Linked DNA regions of Mus musculus: all the other regions are linked to region 1. Evidence: chromatin contacts called from public promoter capture Hi-C and targeted proximity ligation data. All regions are on one chromosome and are shown on one strand. The core of a region is the stretch at or near the end of the contact, and the rest is flanking DNA. Distances in the headings are between cores, read along the strand shown.

Region 1 (2,761 bases), core at 189-2,688:
GTCCTTGCCATGAAATCCTAGGCCCCCAAGCCACACAGAATGGGAAGCCTAGACGGAGCGGGTCTGCTCCATCCTTTCATGAACCGGTATAGGAATGCACTGCTGTTTGGATTCTGGGTGGTTACTTCTAGAAACCGGCTCCTTCTAGCCTGGTCGCTAAGGCCCTCCACCTCTAACTTCATGGGCAACTTAATAGGAACCCTGAGGACCCCGGGAGCACGTTAGACTGGCAGACAAGGAGTAAGAGGTCGGAGGGATGGCATTAGGTAGTTAAAAGGGAGATGGACCCAAATGTAGAGACCCAACAGATGACAATCCTGTCAAAGAATGCTCTGTCCTAAGTCATTCCTAGTCCGGCCCTCGCCTCTGAGGGAGGATATGGTCTAAAAAGAGAAAACAGGGCCACTAGACAGAAGCTGGGGTTCGTACTGACTCTTCCTTCAGTAAGCTACAACGGAAAAGGGACGCGACCCCGCGAAGTGTCTAATCGCGCGGGAGCCCTATTCCCTCAATAGTCGACCTCCCTGGCCCAAGTGACCTCGCACTAAGAATCCGAGTACAGTTTTACGACTCCAACTGCAAGCTGTCTTGGACCGGCTCAGGTTCATTACCCTACCCTCCGGGCTTCACAATGTACAGGTGATGCCCAAGCACCGGGTCCTCAGTGTCATCCCTAGCGCAAGCAGTCCTTTCCCACTTCCTTTCCGCTCCGAATCCCAACTTAGGGCCAGTTCTCTAGGTCAGACAAGGCTGTGTTCACCCTCCTAGCCTGGCAGACAGGACGCGACTCCCACTCTCTGCTCAGACTCCTCCTCCCACCACCGGAGGTTGCAAGTACCGTTGAACGGGTGCCTGGAAAGCTCATTCCCTCCTATCCAACCCATGCTTGAGACTCCAGAGGCAAAGCACGGATGTGCAACCAGCCCTTTGTTTGAGTGTGCGTGTCTCCGGCCACCGTCTACCGCTCCGGTCTCTCAGGCGCTTGCATCCCGGGTTCAAAGGCCTCTCTCCCCGCCAATGTCCCTCCCCGAGGTGCAGATGCGCCTATTGTCCGCTCTCACCGTGGCATCCTGACCCGCGTAGTGGCTGATGACCCGGGAGCCCCCCGGGTGGCGGCGGCTGAAGTCGCTGATGTTGTACACCTTCCGGTCGATCACGAGCCATCGCTCCTTCTCCCGCCCGGAGCGCTGCGCCACCTCCTCCCAAGTAAAGTAGCGCGTTTGGCGGAGCTGGGCGGAGGCCGGGCCAGGGGTCGGCACCGGGTCGGGAGCCATAGCAAGCTTGGCGGGGGAAGCTGGAGTCTGAGAGGTGCGCGCTCCGGGCCGCGGGGCAGCGCACGCCAGGCTCGCGAACTAGGGGAGCGTCGGGCTGCCTCGAGCGCGCGCCCGGAGACCGCCGTTCGCGCGCAGGGTTTTCAGCACCCTTGGCGCGGACCGCCGAGCCCCGCGGCGCGAGCTCCCATTGGCTGAGCCGAGTGGCGTGGGGCGCGAGCTCCGCCTCTCTCGGGTAGCAAAGACAGACTCCCCACTCCCCGGAGAGACTCAGGCTACTTCCAGCGGCAGAGACGCGCCCCCTCGCGGGGCCTGAAAGTGGTCTCCAGGCTATTCCACTTCGGAATTTATTTATTTATTTTTTTATTGAGCATGGTAGGGATTGATAGGATAACGGTTCCTTTGAGTGCGTCACAGCTTGATGTAGCTAAGGCGGAGGTCCCAAGGGCGCATAGAAGCTTGGTGTGAACATATAGAAAAGAAAACAGTTCTCATGTTGCTCAGGCCGGCCCCAGACTCACTGTGTAGCTGAGAATGACCTTGAACCTCTGACTCTCCTGAGTTCTGGGTTTACAGGCACTGCTTTCCACGTTCTGTTTCATACAGCAGATTGTGCTAAGGCAAACGTTCTGTCAATTTCCTGCCCCTAGGAAACACGTGACAAATTAAACACAGTGGCTTTAGCAAACAAAACAGCATCCTGACCCAGTAGCCGTTCAGAGATCCCCCTTCCTAGCAAGGTGGGCAGTTAGCATGTGTGGAAAGAAAGAGGACTAACATAAAGAAAGAGACTGATTGGCTACAGTTCCAGGCTTTTGCTCACGTGATAGCCCAACGCTAACAGAAGTCTTGTCTGCTATGATTGGCCGTCACTTTTGACTTACAAGAATATAGTACTTAGGAACACACACACACAATTAACACATGCACGCATGCACACACACACATGCACTAACTAAAATGTGATGATGATGATGATGGTGGTGGTGATGATGATGATGATAACAATACTAATGATAGCTCTATGGTTCAGGAGGAACAGTTGCCTGATGCAAAACCCAGTGACCTGAAATGGATCCCTGGGACCCACAAGATGGAAGGAGAGTACTGACTTCCACAAGTTTTTCTTCTAGCCTACATTGCCTGCAATTCATGGCAGCACACACACACACACACACACGTAAATAAATAAATAAATGCAATTTTAAAAACGATTTTAAAACAAAAATAAAACGAAGAAAGGCCAGCCTTGCCTTCTTTGTATGTAGTTTAACATTTGCAATTAGCTTTAGCATTTTCTATTTCTAGTGATCTTAGTTTCGTATTGTGTTTTGTTGTTATTTTTGTCCCTGGAAGCAGTAGCCCTGGCTGATCTGGAACTCACTGTGATGAACAGATTAGCTTCGAAGTTGCAATGATCGCCCTGCTTTGGCCTCCCAAGTGCTGTAATCATAGGCAAGCACCACTGTGTTTCACTATATTAATTAGAA
Region 2 (2,966 bases), core at 330-2,829, 1.3 Mb after region 1:
GTTGCTTGGGCTGTGGCTGACTAGTCCTGGTTGACTTGGAGGGGGCTTCCACTGAACAAAAGGAAAGGAAAAAGAAAGCATTAAAGATAAAACCCAGGGGCTGGTGAGATGGCTCAGTGGTTAAGAGCGCCGACTGCTCTTCCAAAGGTCCTGAGTTCAAATCCCAACAACCATATGCTGGCTCACAACCATCCATAACAAAAATCTGATGCCCTCTTCTGGAGTGTCTGAAGACAGCTACAGTGCACACACTGTAAATAAATAAATAAATAAATAAATCCTAAAAAAAAAAAAAAAAAAAAGATAAAACCCAGGTAAAATCCAGACTTCTTGTTGTGTAGCCTCTGTGCCCAAGACTTACCTTCCATGGCTGCTTTTTCTTTCTGGGCAAGTCGGATCTGCTGCAAGAGTTTCCTGCGCTTCTTCCCAGACAGCGTGATGTTGGCACGAGCACTGGACCTGAGTGACAGGAAACAAAAAATATCCAGGTTCATTTGTACCAAACTGAGCCTCAAAAATGACCCCAGCTAAGAAAAGGTCTCACTCTGTAGACCAGGCTAGCCAACAGGCAACCTTTCTGTCTTAGTCTCCTGGCACTGGAATTTAAATGGGAGCATCATTGCCCAGTTTTTGTTTTATAAGGTCTCTGCATTCAAATTACTGAATGGGCTCTGGTGTCCTCAGGGAACTCTTTAACACTTAAGACTTTTTAACAATTTGACTTCAATATGTACCTCAATAGTATTAAGTCAGTAAGTTCTGAGTTCGAGGCCAGCCTGGTCTACAGGGTGAGTTCCAGGACAGCCAGGGCGACACAAAGAAACCCTGTCTTGAAAAAAAAAAAAAAAAAAAAATCCAGTGAGCAGCTGGGGGGTGGTGGGGGTGGTGAAGGACTTTAATCCCAGAACTTGGGAGGCAGAGGTAAGTGGATCTCTTAGTTAGAGGCCAGCCTGGTCAACACAGAAAGTTCCAGAACAGCCAGAGCTACAGAGAAACCCTGCTTGAAAACCCGAGACAAAACAATCAACAACAGCATCAGAATCCTGTGAGCAATGATACCATAAGAGGCTAGTAGTTTGGAAACTAACATAACTCTCAACTAGTTGCTGCATAAACGTGAAAGAGAACAAGAAATTTGGAGACCTCTGGGATGCTCTGAAACCTGGTAGGAAGTGGGTAGGAATGTCCAACCGGAGGATAATACTGTACGTACGCCCGCTTCTTGAGGTGGTGCTTCGTAGTCAGCCCTTCGTCTATCACAGCCCCGACCACCTGGCGTTTCCGTCGCCGATCCCTGCTTAATACCCTGCGGCGCTTGAACAACTTCTTCTTCAGCTCCTGCGGAAGAAAAAGATGCGCATGTAAGGTTCTGCACACCCACCCGGGATCCTCCGCACCTAACAACCCCAGCCCCTAACTAATCCTGTTTCCAAAGAGGAAAATGCCGGGAAGCAAAGGGAAACAAAGACGCAGTTCCCACTCCCACAGTTCAGTCACCGTCCGGGGACGATTGATCTTTCCTCCCGGAGGTGCCATGGCTACACTCCGCGGCTCATTCCAAAAGCCGCACTTCCGCTCCGCTCACAGGTTCCGCCACACGCAAAAGACCCCGCCCTCTGATGCCTCCGAACCAATCGCAGCTTGGAGGCGGGCACCAGGGGTATATAAGGTTGTTCCGCGCGTTGCGGGGCCTTTCCAAGGGTGGTTTTCACGTGAGTCTTGATTTTGTCTTTATATGCGAGGGAACTACTGGGAACTGGGCCTGACTTTGTAGATCCTCCTTTTCTTGGCGGGGACCGGGCGTGCGGTCCCGCTCCCCGTAATGTACGGAGGTAGAAGAAAGGGCTCTGGCCCTCTCGGCGTTATGTCTTCGGTGCTTGCGGCTTCCCGTTCGCGGGTTCTATCCTCAGACGCCGGAACACTTAACCGTGCAGAAATGTAGCTAGGTCCCGCAGTCCCCTCTGGGTTACTCAACGCTTTTTATTTTATTTTAGGTCGACATTGACGCTCCCGGAGTGATGGTTAACATTTTCTTTGCTGTTTATTATTGAATCAATAAAGTCTGTGAACCCTAAGGACCCTGTGTTCGCTACCTTTTTTTTCTGCGACTCGTAATTTGCAAATCTTTAGGACCGAAAGCACATGTTGGGAGTGATAGTGACTATTCACTAAAGATCTCTGGTCGATCTTGTGGGGGGACTTAATAAGCTAAATCTCAACCAGGATGTAAATCTTTATGAGTATAGAAAGTGCGCTCCTAAAGGCATGGGAATCAAACCTGTAGTTATGGTAAAAAGCCTAGCGTAATGGTGCGCACGTGTAATCAGCAGAACTAACCTGGGGTAGCATGCACCCTTATCTTCAAGCTTCCTGGCATTTAAACTGGCGGTAGGCACAGCTTTCTCACTAAGATATTGGAAGTAAAACTAGGATCTCAATCCTCCACAGGCATGCCCTGTGGATGTTCTCGGGGTGGACTTGTCTCCGTGCTGGGACCTACATAAACAGCCTTATACAAGGAGGCCATTGCCATTCCCAGTGCAGAATCTGGGAGCCCTAGCATCCTTAGGTTCCTCACAGCTCTCCAGGGATAATTGTTGCTAAGCGAGATTTGCCTGAGGATTCAAGGACCCTCCTTTTCAGCTGCCCTACTAGAAGTAAGAAAAAAAAAATCCAATGGCTGGACTGGGTATAAAAATTAAGCCCTAAACCGGGCAATGGTGGCCCACACATTTAATCCCAGCACTTGGCAGGCAGTGACAGGCAGATTTCTGAGTTCAAGGCCGGCCTGGTCTACAGCGTGAGTTCCAGGACAGCCAGGGTGATACAGAGAAACCTTGTCTCGAAAGACCAAAGAATAAAAGTTAAGGCCTTATAAGACATTCAGTTAAATCTCAAAAGATTTCTGAGAGTTTCCATTCTGCTTTTGTTGGTCAAACATAGAGTTGGAATTTTGCCATTGTATG
Region 3 (3,072 bases), core at 128-2,627, 1.4 Mb after region 1:
TACCTGGACCAGTTCAGCTTCAACTGGGGCTGGAGCCTGGGATAGAACTGGGGCTGGCGCTGGGGGTGGGGCTGGAGCTGGGGGATAGAAGCCTTGCAATGGTCCTCCAGTATCCCTTGGTTCCACCACCCTCAGACTCTCAGGAACCACATCAAGAGGAGTCAAGGGCTCCACCGAAACTCCTGGAAGGCCAGAAGAGAAGTAGTTTACAGGAATGGTCTCTGTAGAGCTACTTGGGCTGGCAAGAGAGACGGAGACATCAGCCACTGGTGGAGGAGGTGCCCGAAGATGTGATGAGTCAACTTCCATGCTTGGTTGTGTAGTGTCTGCCCCCCCAGATACTGGTGGCTCATCTGCAGGATGAGCAATGGGTAAGGGAGTGGCTGGACCCTTCCATTCCTCTTTGTTCCAGCGGGCTGACGGTTCAACAGATGCCAGTAAAGGCTGTGGGCCTCGAGAACTGCCTGACAAAAACTCCAGACTAGCAGGATTGGTTTCCTCTTCCTTCTTGGTACTGTCTGCCTCTGCCAGAGCTCGGGCCTGCAATCGTTGCTTACAAACCTTAACAATGTCATTCATGTGCAAGTAGCTGGCAGCTGCCAGCACATCTTCTAGAGGAGTATCTCCCCTAAGGGCCAGCTGGCCAGCATACATAAAGTCCAAAAGCAACCCAAAGGCTGGGGCCGTGACAATCTCATTGTGAATACACACCAGGTCCCTCTTGTCCAATTCCCGCTCCTTGTAGAAAAGCTGAAAGAATGGGCTGCAGGAGGCCAGCACAGCCCGATGGGCCAAGAACTGGGTACTACCAACCATCACAGTGCAGTCACAAAGGAAACCCTGGGACCGTTGCTCCCGCAGGCTCTGAAGCAGCTGCTGACTGTGTTCTGGGAACTCCATAGCACCCCAAGGAGGGAAGGGTGCCCAAGAGAGTTCCCTACCACTGACTCCCTGGGAAGAAAGGACAGTAAATTAGGTAACTTCCATAGCAACCTCCACATCAGCCCTTAAATAGAGCTGACCACCCAAGGCCTCTGGCAACATGCTGTCCCCCACCCCCAACCATGTTTCAGTTAACTGCCCTTCTTTTTCCACTATCCCACCCAAAGACCTGTTGGCTCCGCCCCCTGAGCCTAACCTTAGGAATCGTCCCCGCCCCTATTCGAAAAAAAGCCCTGCCCCCGGAAGTCCCGCCCCCTAAGCAGCCTGTGCTTCCTCGATTCTCAGCCGGTGCCTTACAATGAGTCCTCCAACTAGGACTGTCTTTTGCGCCCAAGCTTTCCCGGGTGATGCCTTCACGCCCCAGACCCGGAACTTCCTGCGCTTTTCCCTCTCGAACTCCAAGGCTAAGGACTCCCAACGTAGGAACTAGCAGAGAAAGCTGAGCCCTCACCCACGACCTAGCAGCTACTAGGAGAGCTCCGCCTCTTCCCACCTCCGCTATCTTAATTGGCTCAAGCTTGCCCTCTCTTGTTGTGGATTGGCTCACTGTGAGCTACCCCGCCCCTCGATAACCGGCTTCTCCAAATGGGCAATCCCTGCCATTGCTCAGGCGTCGAGGCTCACAATTGGTTGTTGCTCCTGTCCTAAACTTTTCTTCCTCATCCCGCCTTCCCTCAGAGACCTCAGGATTGGCTGAACTTATTCATCTGTTTCCCATAGGGAAATTACCCGCCTGGGTGGGGCGAGGTTGGCAGTAACGCAGTGTATTCGGGAGTATACAGCCTGTTTCTGCTGCGGACTACCTAGAAGGAGAACTATAACAAAATGGTGTGATAACCTGTAGGCCCACGTCTAGACCAAGCTCTGCCGAAACAGTGGGCAGTAAGCCACACCTCCCAAAAGTGCAGTTCACTCTTGCAGATCTGGTCCTCGAAAATTACAGGATGCGCCACTAGTTCAGGCTCAGTAGTGGTGTTAGTAACTACCTCTAACTCTATGAAGATGATGGACTGTTCTCTAGGCAAGCCCTAGTAAGGACAGAAATGGGACAGAGTCTAAGGATATCTGTGTTGTTAAAATCTTTTCCCTGAGGGGGGCTGCGATCGGAATGTAAAGTCAATAAGTAGAGAAAACAAAACAAAACAAAAAACTCTTCTGTAAGGTCCCAATGATAAACCAAGGTACTATGCCACTAGTACCTTGGGCCCCTGAGAACTTATTGGCCTTTCTTACAGAGCCTAGGTGAGGGGTTACTTACAGGAGTGTGGGTGAGCCACTTCAGAAGTCCCTGGCTAAAGGGTTTACCCAGCATAATGTTCCTGTAGCCATATAGATGGAGCTCCCTCCCTAAGTCATTCTCCACCTATAGAATTCTGGGTATATATATATATATATATATATATATATATATATATATATATATATATATATATATATATATATATATATATGTATATCAATCAGGTAATATATGTAATATATATATTACACACACACCCAGCCCTGGAGATCCTGGGGTCATGTGCAATTAGGGAACTGGTTGAGGGAAGTGACTGGATACTCAAGTGAGGGTCTCATGACCCTCCACAGCCCCTCATCCTATAAGGGAAAGTCAACAGTCAGCAAGCACAGCTGAGGTGGTCTTCTGCCTGCAGACCCAGCTAAAGTTCTGAGGAGGATGGTAGTTTGCCTCCAAAGATAGTCCTGTTTGGTCCCATAATACACATGTGGTTGTGCATGTCCACAATATGTTCAGGAGGTAGAAGACAGAGCATCGGAACTTCAAGGCCAGCCGGAACAACAAACTTTCAGCACAGCCTGGACAGCATAAAACCCAAGTGTAGGTGATGTGCTCTTTTAATCCCAACACTTGGGAAATAGAGGCAGGCAGATCTCTGAGAGTTTAAAGTCAACCTGGTCAATATAGTGAGTTCTAGGCCACCAGAGCTGCACCATGAGTCCCTGGAAATAGTTCCACGAATGGAGTTTTGTTTATTTTTTCAATTGAGCTACTTCTTGTTTGCTTGAGAGGATTTCCACATGTAGCACAGGTTGTCTTGGAACTTAGAGTGCTCCTGCCAATGTCTCACCAGCAGGAGCTATAGGCAGGTCAATGGTGACCAGTATTGA
Region 4 (2,932 bases), core at 168-2,667, 1.4 Mb after region 1:
AGCTCTGTGGGAGAACAGAAGGCCTGGCACACAGGGAATGACCTGGAACCTCTGATCCTCTTACCTTAAACAGTGCACTACTACACTTGGTTCTATTTATTTTCCTTTTTGCCAGACCTTGAGTTTAACTCTAGGAGCCCAACCCCCCCAAAAAAAAGTAAAAGTCTATGCAATACCGAACTTGGGAAGCTGACACAGGGAGACTGACTGAGGCCAGCCTGGGATACTAGGGCTGACCCTGTAAGGGAGAATTAGCCTTCCCTAGGGATGAATTCCCTAAATGGTTATCCAATCCCAAATGGTAAGCTTTAGAAACAAATATATACACATTAACACTAAATGGGCTCTGCATGTTGGATGAATTTGGGGAGAGAGTTGACAATGGGAATGGCTAGAGAAAGGAGACCAAGTAATTATATTTGAATTAAAATAAAGGTTCATTGGGTAGCTATTTTTCAGGCCTGGATAAATCATCAGTATTACACAAATACAAAAAAGGTATAACTTTCAAAGAAATCCACCTAATATCTAGCATCCTCTAAACAACGATCCTCTCCAAGCAACCCTAGTAAAAAGGAATACATTAAGAGACAGTGAAACTACGGTTCACGGAAGAAAATTCCCACTCCAGTTACTGTGTTCTAGGCACTTGGTAGAAATTATTTCATACGCACACAAACGCACACGCACATGCACACAAACTTGGGAGACAGGTACCCACATGAAAGAGGCGGAAAACAAGGCCTGAAAGTTTAACTCACTCGGGTTTAGTACAGCCAACTCCAGATTCAAACCTCAGCTGTCATAGTGTCCTAACCACCACAATGAATTAACATGTCAGGATAGGTGTTCCGACTAGAAATTTGATAAACAATAAGCAGCAAGCTACAAGAACAGACTGATCGTATCACAAAAAGAAAAAGAAAAATAGGGCACCAGGGTAGCCCACGACCAAGCGACTACTGACTCACATTTAAAGGAAGAGTCGGGCCGCCAAACTGAACTGACAGGCATCAACCACCCTCAAAGTTGAAAGGAATCTTGTCACCCCACCCCTGAGCCACAGGTTCTCCAACGCCTGAATCCGGGCGACTCTGGAGCCCCTGGGTCCCGCGGCGCCCCGCGCCCCCTGCCCGCGCGGCCACCGCTACCTACGGACGTAGGGCTCCTCGCGGCCTCCCGCCCCCGGGCTGAGGCCTAGGCCAGGGCCGCCCACCCCAACCCACCGCGTCGCCTCCCGGCCCGAGGCCCCGCACTGACCGTTGTATGACTTCCCTTCGTCCGCCATGGCACAGGCAGGTACAGGGGCGGGCTCAGGCGCAGAACCTGACGCCACCAAACGCCAAGGAGCCTTAGCGCTCAGGACAGAATCTCTCCTACGACCGGCGCCACCGCATTTATCCGGCGAAGCACGTCGCGCGCCGCCGACGTCCCCAGGATGTGGGCGGTGCCGCGGGACGTGAACGCGCTCTCTGAGCCTGCGCAGAAGCAGGGCGGCCGCTCGGGGGCGTGGCCAGGCCCTCCGAGGCCCGCCCACGGCCGGAGCTCCGGCCGGATGGCCTATCGGCCGGCCCCGCCTTCCTATTTCTTCGCTGGCCCGGTCCCGGAGCTAAACCCTCTGCGTTAGCACTGAACTCAAGAGGAGCAGGGTCGAGGGCTACACACAAGAATGGAGACCTGGCCTCTGAACGGGAGTAACGGCCCACAGTCCCCGCCGGTGGGATCCCGGCAGCGAGTAAGTCGCAGCTCAGTTCCTTGCCAGCCGCTGGCCTATGCCCTCTTAGCTTTTCTCATCTCCACGACGAATTATGACGAAATAGAAAATTGGAATGTAAGCCCCACTGGAGCAGGAACCTTAACTAATGCGAACTTTTCTTCCTCCAGCACAGTATCATGCCCAGTGTGAAACCCAAGTGTGAATTAAACGAAATCCTGTCCTTCGTAGGTTTTTAAATTGACTAATGAAAAAAGGTCTTTTAAATTGACTAATGAAAAAAAAAGTCAAGTCGGGTGTAGTGGAGCAGGTCTTTAAACCCAGCATTTGGAAGGCAGAGGCAGGCAGATCTTTGAGTTTGAGGCCAGTCTTGGCTCTATAGAAATTTCTAGAACAGCCAGAGCTATGTAGAGACCCTTCCTCCAAAAAAAATAAAATAATAAAATAAAATAAAAAAGCTTTAGTCTTACTATCAATACTTTGTCCAGTTCAGAGATAGGGAACACTACATAGACCATCTCAAAACAAAATCAGGGATCTAGTGAGCCTTAAGCCTTGATCTTCACTTCACTCAGTCTGTCATACTGAAGCCTAATTGGTAGACCCAGGTCAGCTAGGTAGGTAGCTAGGGAAAGTTGCTAGTTTTGGGTTTTGTTTCTTGAAACAGGGTTTCTGTGAAACTTGCTTTGTAGACCAAGTTGGCCACAAACTCAAGAAATTCACCTGCTTCCAACTCCCAAGTGTTGACTGAAACTTTAATGTCAAACCCAAGAGCTCTAGGAAACTTTTCTGGTGTGGCTAGGACTATTGCAGCCTTGGATCCAGATGCTGCTGTGGGAGGGGGAAGCAGATGGGGTGCTGGTAGGCATGGAGCATGACTTGATTTGAAGATACAAAACAGGCTCAAACTTATGGGTACTGTCTTGGAAGTTGCCGCCCAATTATGAACCCACTTAGTCCAAAGGAAAACTCTTATGAAGTGCTGCTGTACTTGGCTACTCGCTTCTAGGGGGGAGTTGTGTGTACAGAGCTCCGGAGCTACCCTGCCTATCAGTAGGGGCCCATCAGAGTCACTGACTTAACCCTTTTGGTTCTGGTATTGGGCAGTGGTTAGCTTTTTGCTGAAGTCCCCCCCCCCCCCCCAGAAATGACATCAACACTAGTGAGGCTGACAGTCTTGCTGTAATTGGGAGGAAATAGGCTGCAGCATGTTTGGCA
Region 5 (3,106 bases), core at 542-3,041, 1.0 Mb after region 1:
TCTCCTGCTCAGTCATTGGCTGGTCAACTCTTATTGACAAATCAGAGACTAAATGGGGAGCAATGCTTATGCAACACTGAAGCAGAAGATACTTAGAATAAGCATTACAATGCCCTGTCTGGATTGCAACTAGATATGGGGACAGAGAAATCAGCTTTTGAATAATAGAAGGATAATCTTTACACGGTATACAATAAAAATTATGCCTACAAGGTTCAACTACATAGTAAGTTTGAGGCCAGAGTGTAATGTATGAGACCATCTCAATTTCTTTTTAACTAGAGCAAATTCAAACTCCTCTCTATAGCAGAGCCACTCTTAGAGCCTCACATTCTGATGTAAAGTCTCTCGAAGAAAGAGAAAGGGGTGAAGATATCACTAGTGGGAAAGCATAGAATACTGTGGAAGGAGGTGGACAGGCAACCAAGACTGGGTAATACCAGACCTGATGCTCTGGTTTCCAGAATCAAAGGCTGGTCCCTTCTCCAACATCTCTTTTGCATATGATCTTTCTTCAAGCAGAAATCTCTAATTATGTAGCAAATAAACACAATAAATGAAACCCACCCCAATGAGGACAAGACAAATCTACTCAAACCTTGCTAATGCAAAGGAACCAACCAGCCACTGGTTTTGGTAGAGACTCAGAAGCAGGCAAACGGGTAGGAAAGGGCTCTATGGGGAAACAGGCTGTGTCCTGTTTGGATGCTCTTGGCCTAGGGAAGCTAGGGATAGACTAACTAGAAAAGATGGCCCTTTGTGATGGTTAGGGGAATCAGATACAACTTTTCTCTAGTTGGTGGTAAGATGGAAACAAGAAAAAATATTAGGAAAATTGGCACTTACCCACCGGGTCCTGACCATTTGAAGCCATCTTTATTGAGGTTTATTGAGGTCTACAGAAGTAATGGTTGGGAAGTCTTACACAAGGTCAGCCCTTTTCATTAACATATGAGCCTGGGTTGCCCCACCTTAAAGAGAGAAGGACTTGCAAAATGAAAGTCTATCTTTGACACCAACTCATCTAGCCAATAAACAGTACAAAGCGATTGATAACGAAAATAAAATATTGCTTCAGTAAATTTAAAATTAGAAAACAAAGGTTGTGAGAAAAAAACAAACTCATAATTCAAGTAAAATTGCTTTACATAATAAAGCAGGGCATTCTTCCTAGGTGTCACTGCTACAGAAACCTGTAGATGTCACTGGCATCTGTTCTCCCTCTTTGACTATCAGAACAAAACTAGACTCTAGGATCCCTTTGGTGAATACGAAGTGTTTGGTCTTCTACCCCTGCCGCCACAACTGCTGGAAGCAAGGAAAGAAGAAATGTCAACAAAAAGAGGGCACTGAGAGATGAAAGGATTTAGAGCTGGCATCCCTAGACTTAGAGGAGGAGAGGAGCTGGGATTTCTGGGCTCTCAGAGTGTCTAATGAACAGAATCTGTCAAATTAGAGGCAGAGGTATACTTTATTTTCTTCTCTTCCGAAAGATTAAGATGGGGAACTTAAAGGGAAAAGGTTTTAATGTAGCATTCTAACTAGCAAGACTTAAGAGCATGCGATAATTTCAAGGCAAAGGAGACAAAGGGTCCCGCGTGCTACTAGGGAAGTAGAAAAGCAATGTTATTCTAGATCTGGAGTCCCGGAAGGCTGGTGCGCAGCGCTAGGGACCCCGGGGCTTTACGGTAACTCAGCAGCGCCCCGGGCCCCCACCCTCGTGCGCAAGCGCGGAACCGTTGCCTGCAGAGCGGTTGCAGGCGGAGCGGTTTGCTGCCTGGTGGCTTGGCCAGTTTGACATCATGGCGTGCGCCCGCGGCACCGTGGCGCCGCCAGTCCGAGGTATGGGAAAAGAAACAAGAACAAAAATGTAGGATTTACCAGAGACGAGGAGCTCAGGTCCGAAGGACGTGGGGAAGTCCAGTCCTCAGGGTACCCCGGACCCTAGGTGGAGTGAACTGGAACAGAGAGCACGGACCCCGGGAAACTGAGGCACAGAGAGATTCCTGGGAGGAGGGCTGGAGCTCTGATACATGCGACCTCAGTACTGGCGCCGAAATAGAGGCTGGTGTTCTCTGGGGAAACTGAGGCTGAGGGGTAGCGCTGTGGCACAAGCGCAGGCTCGGAGTCTTGACACCAGGCTTTCTGAGCCACAGATGCCCCTGCCAGGTCGGAGTGGGAGAGCATGGGGAGGAATGCTGGGAGGCTTGGGTCGCTTTGGGGTTTTGTAACAAAACTCTCACTGAGCGGGGGGGGGGGGGGGGGGGGGACGGACGACACTGAACGGAAACAACTTTGACGCTGCTGCTCACTTGAGTTGGTTCCCTTGGACCGGTACAAAATGACACTCGCCTCTTCCTGATGCCTAGCCTCCATCGATGTGAGTCTCGTGGTGGTAGTCCATGGTGGCGGAGCAAGCAACATCTCAGCCAACCGGAAAGAGCTGGTGCGCGAGGGCATCGCCAGAGCGGCAACCGAGGGCTACAAAATCCTCAAGGCGGGAGGGAGCGCGGTAGATGCTGTGGAAGGAGCCGTGACTGTCCTGGAAAACGACCCAGAGTTCAACGCAGGTAAATTATGCTTGCCAGGTGAATAATGCCAAATCGGAGCAAGTTCCTGTCCACACCGACGCGGTATCCTTCAGTCTGACTGGCTTTGTGGTCAAATAATACTCTAGAGCAAGATGCAGTGCTGAATTTCCTCATTTTGCACTAAGCAACTTGTTTTGAGAATTTTTTTTAAGTCTGTTAATTCGCCTTTTATATAGCCTGCCCCCTAAGAATTCAATACTAAAAGCCAGGCATCTTGTTGGAGAGCCCTCCATAGCCTGAAACCATCTTCAAGCCTCAGCCTTCCAAGTGCTGGCTTTACAGGTGTAGACTTTTGGTATTTGTGGGTCTTGAGGTAGACTCTACATACCATAAAATGTAGCCATTTCGGCTTTGAGACCTGTGTGTACATTCCCTCCCTCTACCCCTCTGCATCTGTGTGTTTTCTCTGCCTCCCCCAAATTAAGCTCAAAAATCTTGAAACAGATGCTGGGAGAATCTTTTATTATAATATCCGGTCCCTGCTAAACAGTAAAGTCACTAATCATCTTCTGACT

What was found. Promoter capture Hi-C pulls out the DNA fragments that hold promoters and counts their contacts.
Region 2: a contact with region 1 is called in a targeted proximity ligation map of astrocytes, with 2.2 times the contacts expected there. A contact is called at or near these places in 5 of 39 promoter capture datasets (the C10 cell line, cranial neural crest, hippocampal neurons and 2 more) and 4 of 130 datasets of targeted methods (astrocytes, embryonic limb bud, large pre-B cells and 1 more).
Region 3: a contact with region 1 is called in a promoter capture Hi-C map of pre-B cells, with 4 times the contacts expected there. A contact is called at or near these places in 4 of 39 promoter capture datasets (the C10 cell line, cranial neural crest, hippocampal neurons and 1 more) and 3 of 130 datasets of targeted methods (astrocytes, epiblast stem cells and pancreatic cancer cells).
Region 4: a promoter capture Hi-C map of pre-B cells shows a contact between it and region 1, with 4 times the contacts expected there. A contact is called at or near these places in 4 of 39 promoter capture datasets (the C10 cell line, cranial neural crest, hippocampal neurons and 1 more) and 2 of 130 datasets of targeted methods (astrocytes and extraembryonic endoderm stem cells).
Region 5: a contact with region 1 is called in a promoter capture Hi-C map of pre-B cells, with 4 times the contacts expected there. A contact is called at or near these places in 3 of 39 promoter capture datasets (the C10 cell line, hippocampal neurons and pre-B cells) and 2 of 130 datasets of targeted methods (astrocytes and large pre-B cells).

Annotation. Positions count from the first base shown.
Region 1 is chr19:10,181,565-10,184,325 of GRCm38.p6, reverse strand. Fads1 (fatty acid desaturase 1) reads right to left here and starts at 1,438. Exons shown (of 12, transcript NM_146094.2): 1 at 1,062-1,438. The coding sequence starts at 1,274.
Region 2 is chr19:8,887,496-8,890,461 of GRCm38.p6, reverse strand. 1810009A15Rik (RIKEN cDNA 1810009A15 gene) reads right to left here and starts at 1,579. Exons shown (of 4, transcript NM_025463.3): 1 at 1,498-1,579; 2 at 1,214-1,338; 3 at 362-459; 4 at 1-51. The coding sequence starts at 1,536. It overlaps Lbhd1 (LBH domain containing 1), which reads right to left. Exons shown (of 6, transcript NM_001286103.1): 4 at 1,214-1,338; 5 at 362-459; 6 at 1-51. The coding sequence ends at 21. 5730408K05Rik (RIKEN cDNA 5730408K05 gene) reads left to right here and starts at 1,692. Exons shown (of 1, transcript NR_027866.1): 1 at 1,692-2,075. It overlaps Snora57 (small nucleolar RNA, H/ACA box 57), which reads left to right and starts at 1,777; the gene lies at 1,777-1,926. It also overlaps Mir5136.
Region 3 is chr19:8,800,853-8,803,924 of GRCm38.p6, reverse strand. Zbtb3 (zinc finger and BTB domain containing 3) reads right to left here and starts at 1,377. Exons shown (of 2, transcript NM_001098237.2): 1 at 1,240-1,377; 2 at 1-951. The coding sequence starts at 900.
Region 4 is chr19:8,755,588-8,758,519 of GRCm38.p6, reverse strand. It overlaps Nxf1 (nuclear RNA export factor 1), which reads right to left and starts at 1,417. Exons shown (of 21, transcript NM_016813.2): 1 at 1,261-1,417. The coding sequence starts at 1,288. 1700023D09Rik (RIKEN cDNA 1700023D09 gene) reads left to right here and starts at 1,551. Exons shown (of 2, transcript NR_132423.1): 1 at 1,551-1,735. It overlaps Stx5a (syntaxin 5A), which reads right to left. Exons shown (of 10, transcript NM_019829.4): 10 at 2,878-2,932.
Region 5 is chr19:9,134,251-9,137,356 of GRCm38.p6, reverse strand. Asrgl1 (asparaginase like 1) reads left to right here and starts at 1,791. Exons shown (of 7, transcript NM_025610.3): 1 at 1,791-1,842; 2 at 2,370-2,570. The coding sequence starts at 1,803.